2 separate regions of the Oryctolagus cuniculus genome follow, and region 2 is linked to region 1. Evidence: chromatin contacts called from public Hi-C data. All regions are on one chromosome and are shown on one strand. The core of a region is the stretch at or near the end of the contact, and the rest is flanking DNA. Distances in the headings are between cores, read along the strand shown. Region 1 has its middle 210 kb from the start of LAMA1. Region 2 has its middle 40 kb from the start of LRRC30.

Region 1 (7,808 bases), core at 2,129-4,628:
CTAATACTAACTGATAGAATTAAAAAGGAGAGAACGACTCAACATGGGAAGTGGGATACACAGCAGACTCATAGAATAGCAGATGCCCTAAACAACACTCTTCCCTAGAATCAGCCCTCAAGGCATTCAGATCTGGCTGAAAAGCCCATGAGGGCATTTCAGTCATGGAAAGCCAAGACAGTGTGGGGGGAAAAAAAAATGACCTCCACGAAAGATATCTGTGAGTGAGATCCCTGTGGAAAGAAAGGGCCATCAAAGAAGGAGGTACCTTTCTCTGAGGGAAGAGAGAACTTCTACTTTGATTATGGCCTTGTCCACATATGAACAGAGTTTGTGGATTCAAGAGGCTTCCTTAGCCTTGGCAGCTCATGACAAGAGCCTTGAATGATTACTGACGTCATACTTAAGAGTGTCAATTGTTAAATCAACAACAGGAGTCACTGTGCACTTGCTCCCCATGTAGGACCTCTGTCCTTAATGTGTTGTACTTTGAGAATTAACAGTAAAACTGTCTTCAGACAGTACTTTATACTTTATGTGTCTGTGTGGGTTCAAACTGTTGAATCTTTACTTAATATAGAGTTGATATTATGTATATAAGGATAATTAAAAATGAATTTTAATGAAGAATGCCATGGGGGAGGGAGTAGGAGGTGGTATGGTTTCGGGGTTGGTGTGGGGGTATGAGGAGGAAGAACCACTATAATCCAAAAGCTGTACTTAAGAAATTTATATTTATTAAATAAAAGCTTTCTATAAAAAAGTTAAAAAATAAATAAAACATGTACGTATCTCAAAAAAAAAAAAAAAAAAGAAAGAGTTACACAGAGAGAGAAAGAGAAGCAGAGAGAGAGAGAGAGATAGAGGTCTTCCATCCACTTGGCCACAACTACAGGAGCTGCACCGATCCAAAGCCAAGAGCCAAGAGCTTCTTCCAGGCCTTCCCATGAGGGTGCAGGGGTCCAAGGACTTGGGGCATCTGCTGCTGCTTTCCCAAGCCATAGTAGAGCGCTGGATTGGAAGTGGAGCAGCTGGTCTCGAACCAGTGCCCATAGGGAATGTTGTCTTTAGCCACTATGCCATAGCGCTGGCCCCTGGAAAGTAAATTATTAAGAATTCATAAAGTATTTATGAGAACATTTAACAAAATACTTGAAACTGTAAAATAGTTTCATAAAAATTAAAGAACAGCTCAATAAATATGTAGATTATACCATGCTCTGAACTGGAAGAGATGGATTTAAAAATTAGCAAAATATCAGTTCTTTACAAATAGTTCTATATATTCAAGACCATCCCCCTCATAACGTCAGGAGGGTGGTTTGGGCAGAAATTGACAGACTAATAAAATTTATATGGAAATACGATTCACCTATAATATCTAAAGTCATTTAAAAAAAAAAAAAAAGCAATGTTGTTAGCTGGTGCCGCGGCTCAATAGGCTGATCCTCCGCCTTGTGGCGCCCGCACACCGAGTTCTAGTCCTGGTCAGGGCGCCGGATTCTGTCCCGGTTGCCCCTCTTCCAGGCCAGCTCTCTGCTGTGGCCAGGGAGTACAGTGGAGGATGGCCCAAGTCCTTGGGCCCTGCACCCCATGGGAGACCAGGAGAAGCACCTGGCTCCTGCCATCGGATCAACGCGGTGCGCAGGCCGCAGCGCGCCGGCCGCGGCGGCCATTGGAGGGTGAACCAACAGCAAAAGGAAGATCTTTGTCTCTCTCTCACTGTCCACTCTGCCTGTCAAAAAAAAAAAAAAAAAAAAAAGCAATGCTGTGTAACTTTGAATGAATGATTCCAAGACTTACTCTAGGTGTTGACACTGTGGTGCAGCGGGTTAAGCTGCTGTCTGCAGTGTCAGCATCCCATAGGGGTACCAGTTCAAGTCCTGGCTGCTTCACTTCCAATCCAGCTTCCTGCTAATGCACCTGGGAAATTAGTGGAGGATGACCCAAGTGCTTGAGCTCCTGAACCCACATGGGAGACCCAGGTGAAGCTCCTGGCTCCTGGTTTTGGCACAGCCCAGCCCTGGCCATTTCAGCCATTTGGGAAGTGAGCCAGCAGATAGAAGATTCTTTCTCTCTCTCTCTCTCTCTCTCTCTCTACCTCTCTCTCTTTTTTTTTTTTTTTTTTTTTTTTTTTGGACAGGCAGAGTGGACAGTGAGAGAGAGACAGAGAGAGAAAGGTCTTCCTTTGCCGTTGGTTCACCCTCCAATGGCCGCCGCTGCAGCCGGCGCACCGCGCTGATCCTGGCAGGAGCCAGGAGCCAGGTGCTTTTCCTGGTCTCCCATGGGGTGCAGGGCCCAAGCACCTGGGCCATCCTCCACTGCACTCCCTGGCCATAGCAGAGAGCTGGCCTGGAAGAGGGGCGACCGGGACAGAATCCGGCGCCCCAACCGGGACTAGAACCCGGTGTGCCGGCGCCGCAAGGTGGAGGATTAGCCTATTGAGCCACGGCGCCGGCTTCTCTACCTCTCTCTACCTCTCTGCCTCTGCCTCTCTCTCTTTCCTCTGCCTCTCCTCTCTGTAACTCTGCCTTTCAAATAAATAAGTAAATAAAAAAAAAAAAGTTACTATAGAGCCACAGCTATTAAGACAGCACAACAGAATAAAAACAAGTACTTCAGTGACACAGAACAGATTCATAAAAATAGTAACCCAGTGGGGAAAGGCAGCTCCTTTCAACAGCTGATATTAGAACCTCTGGATATCTATATGGCAAAAAGGCAAGGTTATCCTCTCACATGGTACACACACACACACACACACACGGACACACGGATCATAGAGGTACCTAAAACCATGAGACTTTCAGAAGAAAACAAACGAGATAGCCTTGGAATTAGGAGTAAACAGAGATTTCCCAGAAACAAAAAGCAACAAATATATAAAACTGATTAATTAGACTTTAACAAGATCTAAAACTGCTGCTTATCCAGAGACCGTTAAGAATCCATACAAACCAACCACAATTAAAGAGAAATTGGTAAACTATGTGAGGTCTGACAAAGGACAGACAAAGGACAGATAGGATACATGAAGAACTCATTAATAAAAAGACAACTCCATTTTAAAAGACCGGAAGACTTGGACAATTTACAAAAGAAATGGAAATGGTCAATAAGCACATGAGAAAAAATTCAACATTATGAGACATTAGAGAAATGCAAACCAAAATCACAAGAAGATGCCACCACATGCCAATCAGAATAGTTGAAACGTTTTTTTCAAAGATTTATTTGCTTATTTGAAAGGCAGAGTGACACACGGAGAGTAACAGTGAGAGTGAGAGCAAGAGCGAGAGAGGAAGAGAGCTCCCATCTGCTGATAGCTTCAACATTTGGGGCTGAGCCAGGCCAAAGCCAGGAGCCAAGAACTCCATCGAGCTAGTCCGCTCATGTAGGTGGCAATCCAAGCGCTTGAGTCATCATGCCCTACTTTCCAGCACTTCGGCGGGGAGCTGCATCAGAAACAGAAGCCAGGACCTGATCCAGCACTGCAGCATGGGATGTGTGCATTCCAAGCAGCGGCTTAGCATGCTGCACCACCACGCCTGGCCCCGGAATGGTTAAAATCTAACGGACTTACCATTGTATGTGTGGAAGAACCAGAGCTCTTAGACACTATTGGTCACCACATAAAATGGTAGTCTCTTTGGAAAAGGGTCCAGAAGTTTCTTATCAAATTAATCAAGCAAATACCTTATATCAGCAATTTTTAAGTATTTACCTCACAGGAAACATGGTCACAAAAACACCTCTGTAAAGGATGATTATAGCCATTTTACTTAGAATAATACTGGGAACATGCAGTGTCCATCAATAATAACTGTGGCATATTCCAAAAAAATCATTACTCAGCAATAAAAAGCAATAAACTGATAGAGGCAACAGCATGAATGAATCTCAGAAACATTATGCTGAGTGGAAAAAAGCCAGGCTAAAAGACAACATACTGTGTAATTCTATTTGTATGAAACGCTAAGGTAAAACTAAACAATGATGGGGAAAAAAAAAAAAACAGAACAATGGTTGCCTCTATGGGGATGGATAAGGAGACTGGAGGGGGCACGAGGCAGCTTCCTGGGGAATGGACATGTTCTGCATTTTCTCAGTCAGGACCACTGGCCACGTGGGCCTTCCCAGCGCTCGAAATGTGACTGGTAGGTCCAGGTTGTGAAGACTTCGTAGGGACGAAAAGTATAAAATATCTCATTAGTAGTATTTTACTTTGATTACTTATTAAGTTCTTATTTAGATAACTGGCTTAACTGGTATATGAGTAAAATAAATTTTAGCAGTTTCCCTTTGCTCTTTTAATGTGGCTACTAGAAAATTTCAAATTATATAGATGGCTGTATTATATTTCTGTGGTAGAGTAGTCTGTATTTTGAAATGTTTTGGGTCACACTTCACACACTTCAGAACTGAATGCATATCAACTTAATATTTATTTATTTCATTGTGTGAAAACTCAGAAGGAAAAAGAATCTGTAAATAATATGTAAATACTGAATTTCTGGTAATGTTATTCATACTGAAATACTGGGCGGGGAGGGGAGTATACTGGTGTCTGAACTCATTTTACAATGTGTTTAAAAATAAGATTGGCTGGCGCCGCAGCTTACTAGGCTAATCCTCTGCCTTGCAGTGCTGGCACACCGGGTTCTAGTCCTGGTCGGGGTGCCGGATTCTGTCCCAGTTGCTCCTCTTCCAGGCCAGCTCTCTGCTGTGGCCAGGGAGTGCAGTGGAGGATGGCCCAAGTGCTTGGGCCCTGCACCCCATGGGAGACCAGGAGAAGCACCTGGCTCCTGCCTTCGGATCAGCGCGATGCCCCGGCTGCAGCACGCCGGCTGCGGCGGCCATTGGAGGGTGAACCAACGGCAAAAGGAAGACTTTTCTCTCTGTCTCTCTCTTACTATCCACTCTGCCTGTCAAAAAAAAATTAAAAAAAAAAATAAGATAGATTGATGAATGGACAGAAGGAAGGATAGGTGACTCTGTCAGGCCAAATGCAGTGTGCTAGGATGCCACAGACCAGCAGCGTTCAATATGATATTCACTATGCCGACAATTTTCCATAATAAGTTTCTGAAAAGAGGATCCTTACAATGAACATGATACTTATCATAATGGTAATATACCAAATATTTTCTTCTTAATACAGAGATATTCAGTTGGGGGTGGTTTTCTCCAGAATGGATACTTGTTCTATCTAGAAACATCTAAAAGAGCACCTTCCCAGCAATCAGTTGTCATCACTGGGGAGTGCGAAGCTGCTCGCTAGCAGGAGAGAAGCCAGGAAAGCTGATAAACACGCCAGGATGCAAGAAAGCCCAGCCAGGAAATATCTTGTCCCGAACACCCTGGCTCGAGGTGGAGACGCCTGCCTGAGATCACAAGGCAAGAGTGTCTTCTCCTGCTGTTTCTTCTCGAAGCGGTGTAGATCCTAGCTAGTGCCGTAAGCCAAGACAGTGAGGCAAGCGAGAAGAAAGGAAATGAAGCACTAAAAGGAAGAAGGAAAGCTGCGTAATTTGCAGATGATATGACTAGATGATTCGGTAAAGAAAACCATAAAGAGTCTGTTGCTGCCGTTACTAGAATGAATAAGCACATCTGGCCAGGTCGCAGGATACGAGGCCAATCACAAAAATCAATTGTGTTCCTCATATTAGCCAATGATAATTTGGAAAGCACATTATAAAAACAACACCATTTTTAACAGCATCAACAAATATAAAATATCTAAAAATAAATTTAATGAAATATTTAATTGCTAAATACTGAAAACTACAAACATTATCCTGGGAAGCATTTAAATAAGAACTAAACAAGTGGAGAGGGATTTCATGTTCATGAGTTAGAAGATCCAACAATGCTAAGGATGTGAATTCTCCCGTAAATAGAACTGAAGATACAATGAAATCTCAGTCCAAATCCTAGCAGTCTTTTCTCTATAGAAATAGAAAAGCTGATTTTAAGATTTATATGGACGGCCGGACACTGTGGCACAGCAGCTCATCTGCCATTGGGAATGCCTGTATCCCATATTGGAGTGCCAGTCTGAGTCCCAGCTACTCTGCTTTCCATCCAGCTTCTTGCTAACGCACCCTTAGAAGCAGCAGATGATGGCCCAAATGCTTGGGCCCCTAATACTGACTTGAGAAACCCAGATGGAGTTCCAGGTTGCTGGATTTGCCCTGGCCCAGCCTTGGTGGTTGAAGGCATTTGGGGAGTGGCCCAGGAGATGGAAACTTGCTCTCTCTCTTCCCCTCTCTTTCTCTGTTGCTCTGCCTTCCCAAGTAGAAAATATATATGGAAATTCAAAGGATTAAAAAAAAAAGAGTGCATGTAGAGGAATTACATTACTTGTTTTGGAACAATACAAAGCTACAGTGATCAATGTGGTGTAGCCCTGGCATGAGGGTGCACAGAAAGATCAATGGTAGAGAGTAGAGTTCACAAGGAGACATGTACATACAAAGTCGTTGACTTTTCATAGACTGCCAAGGCAATTCAGCAGAGAATGGAAAGTCGGAAAAACAACGAACCTTGACCTCTGTGTTTCACAAAGTACAAAATATTCAAGTTGGATCACAGACTTAATGCACAAGCTAAAAGTACAAGTTTTCTGGAAGAAAACTTTGGAGAATATCTTCAAGACTTTGGGGTAAGCAAAGATTTCTCCGACAATGTTCCAAGGCATTTTCTCTATTTCAAAGGTGTCTTCAAAATACAATTTTCTTGACAACAACACATACAAGAAAGTGAAGAGAACTGGGAGTTGGGACAATGCTGGGATTAGTCTGTCATATTTATCTTCTAATTACTTTCTCTGAATATATTAAAAAAGAAATTGGATGGCTGGGGCCAGCACCGTGGCCTAGTGGGTAAAGCTTCTGCCTGCAGTGCCAGCACACCAAATGGGCACCAGTTCAAGTCCCAGCTGTTCCACTTCCGATCCAGCTCCCTGTTATGGCCTGGGAAAGCAGTAGAAGATGACCCAAGTCCTTGGGCCCCTGCACTCTTGTGGGAGACCTGGGGGAAGCTCCTGACTCCTGACTCCTGGCTCCTGGCTCCTAGCTTTGGATAGGCCCAGCTCTGGCCATTGCAGCCATCTGGGGAGTGAACCAGTGGAAGGAAGACTTTCTCTCTGCCTCTGCCTCTATGTAACTCTACCTTTCAAATAAAGGAAGGAAGGAAGGAAGAAAGGAAGGAAGGAAGGAAGGAAGGAAGGAAGGAAGGAAGGAGGGAAGGGAAGGGAAGGGAAGGGAAGGGAAGGGAAGGGAAGGGAAGGGAAGGGAAGGGAAGGGAAGAGAAATTGGGTGGAAGTGAAGAGCAAGGTGCATGGAGGGAGTATGCTTTTGAAAAGTCTACAAAGTTTTATTAATTTGGAAGCACACGTGTACTCTTGTAATTTGCTTGGGAACTTGTTCCTACAGTAGCTCATTCTGAGCATTTGCTCTGCGGTTTTATAACTTTTGTCTTCGTCAGAGGGCAACTTCTGCTGGCCTGTGCTGCAGCAGACATCTTGTCTTTATATGATGAGGTGTTCAGGCTCTCTGCATCTCACGCCACATCACCTAGGGCTCCAATCACATCACGTGATAACAGTGTGCATGCAGTAAGACCATACCCATCACAATAGCCGGAAAATTCATCAGTCTAATAGTATATTCTACTTTCTACTTCCATTACTCTTTCAAGGATGCAACTTTTTGTTTTACAGAAGTGACTTATCAGCTCCATAAGGACAGCAAGTTCTTTTGGAGATCGTTACGATGTGATCCAGTTCTAACAAGTAATCCCCAGCT
Region 2 (7,808 bases), core at 3,838-6,337, 270 kb after region 1:
GGGATGCTTTATGGGCAAGATCGAGGTGTGAGCAGGGCTGGGAACCATCAGGCTCTGTGCAAAGGTGAACAGCAGGCTTATGCAGGGAATAACATGAATGCCCAAAGCCTGGGATGCACAAGCCTGGTGCTTTTAGGGAGTCTTGGGCAGCCTTCCAAAGTGGTCAGATGGCTGTCAGAGTGCGTGCATCCCGCTTGGGTAAACTTTCCTGTCTTCTCACACAGTACACAAACACTGGCTCGGCATGAAAAAGTGGGCTTTGGGTAAGCAGGCTCAAATTTCCCAACAGGGGCTGGTGCTGTGGTGTGGTAGGTTAAGCCTTCATCTGCTGTGAGGGCATCCCATATGGGTACCAGTTCAAGTCCCAGCTGCTCCTCCTCTGATCCAGCTCCCGGTGGCCTGGGAAAGCAGTGGAAGACTGACAAGTGCTTGGGCTGCTGCACCCTGAGCGGGAGGCCCCAGAGAAACTCCTGGCTCCTGACTTTGGATCGGCCCAGCTCCAGCTATTGCAGCCATTTGGGGAGTGAACCAGCAGCTGGAAGACCTTTCTCTCTCTCTCTCTTCTTCTTGCCATCTGTAACTCTACCTTTCAAATAAATAAATAAAATCTTTAAAATATTCCCAGCAGGCTGGAGATCACACAAGCAGCCCCAGAGACAGGTATGAGAAGAAGGCTACTGATTACTTTTAAGAGGGAATGCATAGATAAAGAACAAAGAACGAAGGATGGCGCAAGGTTGCCCGGATGGCTAAGACAAAAACAGACCGTACTTGTGCAGCCCCCGGGCCAGGGGACCAACTCAACAGGAGGAGCACCTCTGGATGTCCCGCTCAGCAGGTGGTCCCGCAAGTGTCCCTCTGAGAGTGTGCAGACTCACCAGGGACAGTGCGCTCCCACGTGGTTCCTTCTGAGCCTCAGTGCTCAGCCTACAGGCAGCCGCGGTCTCCCGTGTCTTCCGGCCCCGTGTGTCTCTGGATCCCAGTGTCCCCTTTATCCAGGCTCACCCTCAGGGCTTCTTTGTCTTACCTCAGTCACCTCTTCAAAGGCCCGGCCTGCAAACACAGTCACTTTCGGAGGTGCTGGGAGTCAGGGCTGCTCCACCTGATCTCGGGTGGGGGCGTGCGGGTCCTGTTCCCTGCACAGTCCCGCAGCCACAGCCCCATTCGTCTGCTCTCTTTTCCTTTCTAGAGCCGGGTTTCTTACCATTCGCTCTTCCTGATCTGCCTTCCCTCCTTGCCATAGGGCACAATGGCCACCATGGGACCTGCTCTACCCGGGAGGACACCAATGCATTCATTGAATTTTCTTAGCCGTCATCCCCCCTACTTGTATGTGGAGGTTGGGGACCCTTTGGGTGGGCCAGGAATGCAGAGCTGAGGGAAGATCAACAGAAGCCCAACGTGGAGGAACAGCATCTGGAAGGGACGTGCCTTGAGCAAGGCCCGTGTGACGGCGCGGAAGGGTTCCAGGCTCCCTCGGCCTTTCCTCCCTGGGCCCTGCAGTGGGCTCCCTCCCGCGGAACAGAGGCTCTGCACCTGCTCAGAGGGTTGGCTCCCTGCCCTCTGTCACCACCCAGTCCCTGTAAAAGAAGCAGAAGAGACACTGGCTTTTCCCCAAGGGAGAGACCTCGCGGGTTCTCCGGGTTCTAGAACAGGGGCGGAGCTTCCGGCCAGGCCTGAGATACCACAGTTACACAAAGGAGCTAACAAATGCTCAGGTCTCTGTGCTAATTCCACCTCCTGTCTGCCTTCAGGGCTGGGTAGAACCATGTTCCTTAGATGGGATTCACAAGATGAAAAGTCAGTAAGACCTGGTTGATTGACAACATTTTCATGGCCGTTTGTTCTTTAATAAGCAGTTTTTTAGGAGCCGTTCATCATGTAACTCTTGATCTACTCTCCCTTTCAACTCTAATGAAATGTGGTTTTTGTGTGGAATGTCTGTAATTTTACTTTCTCTGTTAGAGTTGTCAGTATTTGATGATGAGCCTGGAGCCGTCCTTGGAAGCTTTCAAGGGATCTGATTGGGTTTATCAACTTCTTTTTTAGTGCATCTCTCCCGCATCTCTGAATGATTAGAGAGTCCTTTCAAGACTGTACCAAATGCGAAGCGATAATGACCCACTCACTCCTAATCAGAAAGTAGCATCGCAGACGCCATGGCTGCTTTATGATGCAATGAAGGACCAACAGCTCCCCCTAGCGACAGAACAAGAGTACTAAATGCTTATCCCAGCAGCAGGAGTCCCATTGTCAGCACAAATTCTGGTTTAAATTTCACTGTATTGCAGATTTTCATAACCGGAATAAAAAAACTATAAGGGGAAATTCTAAAGATCAATTAGGAAAAAAATGAAACAATATATTAGCTATGCTTTTTGTAACCGGAAGACTACAGTTCCACATGTGTTTGTCTTAAATCTGAAAAAAAGATGAAAATGAGTTTAGTAACCTCAGACCACCCACCTTACCTTATAAAACTATAATCACCAGTGCTTATTAAAAGAATTATAGATATTCATATACTACTGGTAAGGCCAAAATATGTTGTCTGGATTTTCATGAGAAATTAATATGAGGCTATTTCAAGACATTCATGGAAAAATGAATTAAAAACATTTGACCTACTGGTTAATATGCCCGTGTCCCACATTGGAGTACCTGGGTTCAAGTCCTGGCTCCACTACTGATTCCAATTTTTGGCCAAGTGGTGATGGCTCAAGTAGTCTCCTACCACTCATGTGGAAGACATGGTTGAGTTCATGGCTCCTGGCTTCAGCCTTGCCCAGCCCTGGCTGTTACAGAATTTGGGTAGTGAACCAGAAGATGGGCAGTCTCTCTGTCTCTGACTCTGAAATAATTAAATATAAAAGTTTTATACACACACACACTTACAATTTGTGACTATTTTGGTGTAAATAATTTTGAAATCCATATTTTTCATACTATGCATTTTAATGAACTTTTTGAAGACCCCTCCTCTGCACGGATTTCAAAAAAAATTTTTTTTTTAAGATTTGTTTATTTGAGAGGCAGAGTTACAGAGGGAGAAGGAGAGACAGAGAGATCTACCATCTGCTAGTTCATTCCCCAAATGGCTGCAATAGTTGGAGCTGGGCCAATCAGAAGCCAGAGCCAGGGGATTTCTCTAGGTCTCCCACACAGGGGCAGGGGCTCAAGCACAGGAGCCATCTTTTACTGCCCTCCTAGGCTCATTAGCGGGGAGCTGGATTGGAAATGGAACAGCTAGGACTTGAACCAGCATCCTTATGGGATGCCGGCTCCATAGGTGGTAGCTTTGTCTACTATGCCACAGTACCAGACCTCAATTAAAGTTTATATTTAATTTCATTTTCCATGAACCTTTTGAAGTATCCTTGTTCATATGGTTAGCCCCCAATACATTTAGAGGGGATGCTAAAATGCTAGGAAAGAAACACATGGACAATTTTTCTTTTCAAAACCTCCTGGAAGTCTGAACCATCCTTAGAAGAGACTTGTGGCATTCATTACTGTCTTTCCTCATTGCTTTATGCATCTAAATGGGAGATTATTCTGCATAATTCTGAGTTAATAGAATACAAGAGAAAGAAAAATCCCCCCAAAGACTGAAAATTACAGTGAAAGAGACCCAGAGGCTAAAATTACACTAAGCCACACCTTGCATAGAGAAATCAAATCAATAAAGATGTGGTAATGCACTGGGAAAGGCTTGGCAGAGAAGAATTCAGAAGAATTCAAGTCCTGAGACTCCAGCGGTAGTTGAATATGAATGCGCGTTAATGGTATTCATTCACAGCCTAATTGCCTTCACTTAACACGTTAGAGGCAAACCATCACCAAAGTCAATTTAAGGATGTAAGCCTCAGAGACTTGGTCCACATGTAGCATTAATCCCCCGTTTTTCACACTCCACCAAATGATCAAAGAGAAGCTCAAGCTTTGAACCAGAGAGGGAAACATTCAAAGTTGTTCAAATTTGCAAGTAGAAATAGAAATCCAATAATCCCAGGCTTGCTAGAGTTTCTCATATAAGTACCCAACAAAAAGGGTTTCAAAGCAACTAGTTTTCATTCACTGAATCTGATGGGTCAAAAAAAAAAAAATAAAAATAAAAAAAAAAAAAAAAAAGGAAAGAAAGAAACTTCCCCTCCGTACTGTGTACAACTTCTGGAATGGGATCTACCTTTGGAGTCCTGGCTACGACAAGCAGAAGCAGTGGTGGTTTGAGGCTATTTCTCTGCCCTTTTCCACGCTCCTGTCCCAGCCAGAGAGAAGGTGGGCAAAGCTCACCATTTTGGCTCAAGGGTCAACTCAGCCCAACCTAGCCTTCTGTGCCTCAGCGTGCCCTTGGTTCTTTGATTCTGGTTTTTTGTTTTTTTGTTTTTGTTTTTGTTTTGTTACGTATGCTTTGAAAAACTGAGCTATGAGGATGAGAAAAGGAAGTGTTTTCCAAAGGCAGCCTCTTTTCAATCACTGTAAATGAGCCTCTGCTGACATAATATAAAAACTGTTAGGATTAAGATAAGGCACTGACGCTGCGGCACAGTGGGTTAAAGCTTTGGGTAAACGGGCTCAAATTTCCCAACAGGGGCTGGTGCTGTGGTGTGGTAGGTTAAGCCTCCACCTGCCGTGCTGGCAATGTTAGGAAACTGGCGCAGTTTTAGCCAGGTGGCCGCATGGCCCAGCTACCTGAGCCAGGCTCCACCCCACATTAATATATAACAGGCAAGGCATATGGGTGCCAGTTTGAGTCTCTGCTGCTCCACTTCTGATCCAGCTCTCTGCTGTGGCCTGGGAAAGCAGTAGAAGATGGCCCAAGTCCTTGGGCCCCTGCACCCATGTGGGAGACCCAGAAGAAGCTCCTGGCTCCTGGCTTCTGATCAGCTCAGCTCTGGCCGCTGCAGTATTTGGAGAGTGAACCAGCAGATGAAAGACCTCTCTTTCTCTCTGGCTCTACCTCTCTCTATAACTCTGTCTTTCAAATAAATAAAATAAATCTTAAAAAGAAAGATTAAGATGAGAAGGGGCCGACTCTGTGGCATAGCAGGTAAGGCTGCCCGCAGGGCCGGTATTTCATATGGGCTCTAGTTCTAATCCTGGCTGCTCTGCTTCTGACCCAGCTCGCTGCTGATGGCTTGAGAAAGCAGCAGAAGACGGCTCAAGTGCTTAGGCCCTTGCACCCATGTGGGAGACCCGGAAATCGCTCCTGGCTCCTCCCAGTTTCGGCCACTGTGGCCATCTGGGAAGTGAACCAGCAGATGGAAGATCTCTCTCTCTCTCTCTCTCTCTCTCTCTCTCTCTTCCTTTCTGTAACTCTGCCTTTCAAATAAATAAATAAATAAATAAATCTTATTTTTAAAAAAGACAATAAAACGGTTGACGGGCCAGCATTCAGGTGTAGCAGGTTAAGCCACTGCCTGGGACTGTAGCTTCCCATAGGGCTGCAGGTTCGAGTCCCAGCTGAGGCACTTCCCATCCAGCTCCCTGCTAATGGCCTGGGAAAGCAGTGGAAGATGGCCCAAGTACCTGGGAACCTGCCACCTACATGGGAGACCCAAATGGAGTTCTAGATTCCTGGCTTTGGCCTTGGCCATTTCCTGCCATTGTGGCCATTTGGGAAGTGAACCAGCAGATGGAAGATCTCTGTCTCTCTCTTACTCTGTAACTCTGCCTTTCAAATAAATAACTAAGTCTTAAAAAAAAAGTTGAAAAGTTTCACACTAGTACTTAGAAAGGATTAGCAAAATGAAAGATAGTCTAAAGAAATCACCCACACTCCAACACCTGAGACTAGTAATGGAAGGAGGACAGAGAGGTTATGAGATGTGAGAGCTTGGAGGAAAAAAACCAGCACATGAATGGGCCAAAGGTAATGCTTGAGCTGTGGATAAAAGGCTTCAGTTCACAGATGAACTAAATCCAGCAGTCTCTAAGCATAACTAAAAGAAAGAGAAATCCAGGCTTAGTTATATCACAGTGAAACAAGGCGAAGAGATCTTTCAAAACTCTATTCACTACAGTAGAATGGCATGTAATCTGAGATCTGCTTTTCACTGGCAATAGTGGGAGGTCCAGGTCCCTGAAACAGGATTTATTTTCAAAGTGCTTAAAAAAAGCAGACTTACAACCATATTCTTGGTGAAAATACCTATTAGAGATGAGTATAAAATGAAATCATTTTCAAATTAATACAAACAGATTTCCGGTCACCCAAATTTGTTAAGGAAATTCTGAAGGGTGTCATCGCACAAAAAGGAAGGTGAGGGGCTAGTGCTGTGGTGTAGCAGATAAAGTCGCCTCCTTTGGTGCCTGCATCCCATACAGGCGCCAGTTTGAGACCTGGCTGCTCTACTTCCTGTCCAGCTCTCTGCTATGGCCTGGGAAAGCAGTAGAAGATGGCCCAGGTCCTGGGGCCCCTGCACCCACATGGGAGACCCGGAAGAAGCTCCTGGCTCCTGGCTTCAGATGGGCTCAGCTCCGGCCACTGCAGCCAATTGGGGAGTGAACCAGTGGATGGAAGACCTCTCTCTATCTCTCTTTCTGCTTCTCCTCCTCTCAGTATAACTGTGACTTTCAAGTAAAATAAATAAATCTTAAAAAAAAAAAAAAAAGAAAAGGAAGGTGAGTCCAAAATGTGGGACTGAAATGCAAGAATGGATGTGGAGAAAGGATAGCTCCATGCTGGTATTCACTACAGAACAATGTGAATGAATCCTGTAGGATTAAACAAGGCAAGGAAGCACAAAAACACAGTGCAAAGGAGGAGTCAGCAGATTAAGAGTGCTTCAGATTCCTTGCATCACTCAGGAAAAGTGTAAAGAGATTGGTGGACTCTAAACTTAGCTAAATTACACACTCATGTTAAGAGTTCTGGGGTGGCCACGACGTGTCACTCATGTGCTAGAGACTTTCCTCAAGGTCTCTGACTTAATAAACTCCAGACCTATATAAGGGTTCTTTGAAAGATTCATAGGAAACATATGTTGCAGAATAACTTCAAACATGGATTTCAATTTTTTTACACCAAAATGAACTCATACTGATCTGCTATAACATGTCTGAACAGGATCTAGTTTGAGGCACTAAGAAGAATAAGACATCAATTGAGAAAGAGCCACTATCATGGTGACATGAATTCTGCTCAAACTGGAGTGTGAACAAACATCAGATTTATAGTGCAATGTGGGTGGAAAATGGTGAGATCATTGACGCTGTGCAGAGAGCTTATGGGTGCAAGGCTCCAAAGACATCAGCCATTTTTAAATGGATAATTCATTTTTAGAAAGAACAAGGCACAAGGCAATGTCAAAGATGCAGGTCACAGTGGCAGGCCACCCATATCCATTTTCTTTTTGAAAATAGTTCATTTTATTTATTTGAAAAGGGAGGGGTGGAGGGATATAGGGAGGGAGATCTTCCATCCACTGGTTCAAGGAAGAAATTAATCTTGTTCTTGCACTGGTTGAAGAGGACCAGCAATTAACAGCTGGAACAATAGCCAACATCACAGACATCTCTGTTAGTTTAGCTTACACACTTCTGATTGAAAAATTAAAATGGAGCAAACCTTCTGCTTGAGAGGGCTACATCCTAGTGCCCCCAGGGCACCTAAGACAAGAGCTGAGATTTCCATGGAAATTTGAAAGAAGCAGGGCAGAGATCCTGAAGCATTTCTTTCAAGAAGTGTGGCAGGAGATAAAATGTAGCTTTACGAGTAAGGTCCTGGATACAAAGCATGATCAAAGCAGTGGCTACCAAGAGGTGGACGTGTGTGGTCAAAGCTCAAGCAGCAGGTCAAGGGCAAA

What was found. Hi-C and Micro-C count contacts between places; a contact is called where the count stands out from the background.
Region 2: a contact with region 1 is called in a Hi-C map of an unstated tissue, with 3 times the contacts expected there. The contact joins two enhancer-like sites. A contact is called at or near these places in 3 of 6 Hi-C or Micro-C datasets (ear pinna, psoas muscle and an unstated tissue).

What each region holds. Positions count from the first base shown.
Region 1 is chr10:64,058,618-64,066,425 of mOryCun1.1, forward strand. No RefSeq gene overlaps it. Among named protein-coding and RNA genes, the nearest start is that of LAMA1, 210 kb to the right of the region's middle. Within about 2 kb of position 3,379, at least 2 of the 8 cell types and tissues checked have an H3K27ac peak or open chromatin away from gene starts, as enhancers often do.
Region 2 is chr10:64,330,579-64,338,386 of mOryCun1.1, forward strand. No RefSeq gene overlaps it. Among named protein-coding and RNA genes, the nearest start is that of LRRC30, 40 kb to the right of the region's middle. Within about 2 kb of position 5,088, at least 1 of the 8 cell types and tissues checked has an H3K27ac peak or open chromatin away from gene starts, as enhancers often do.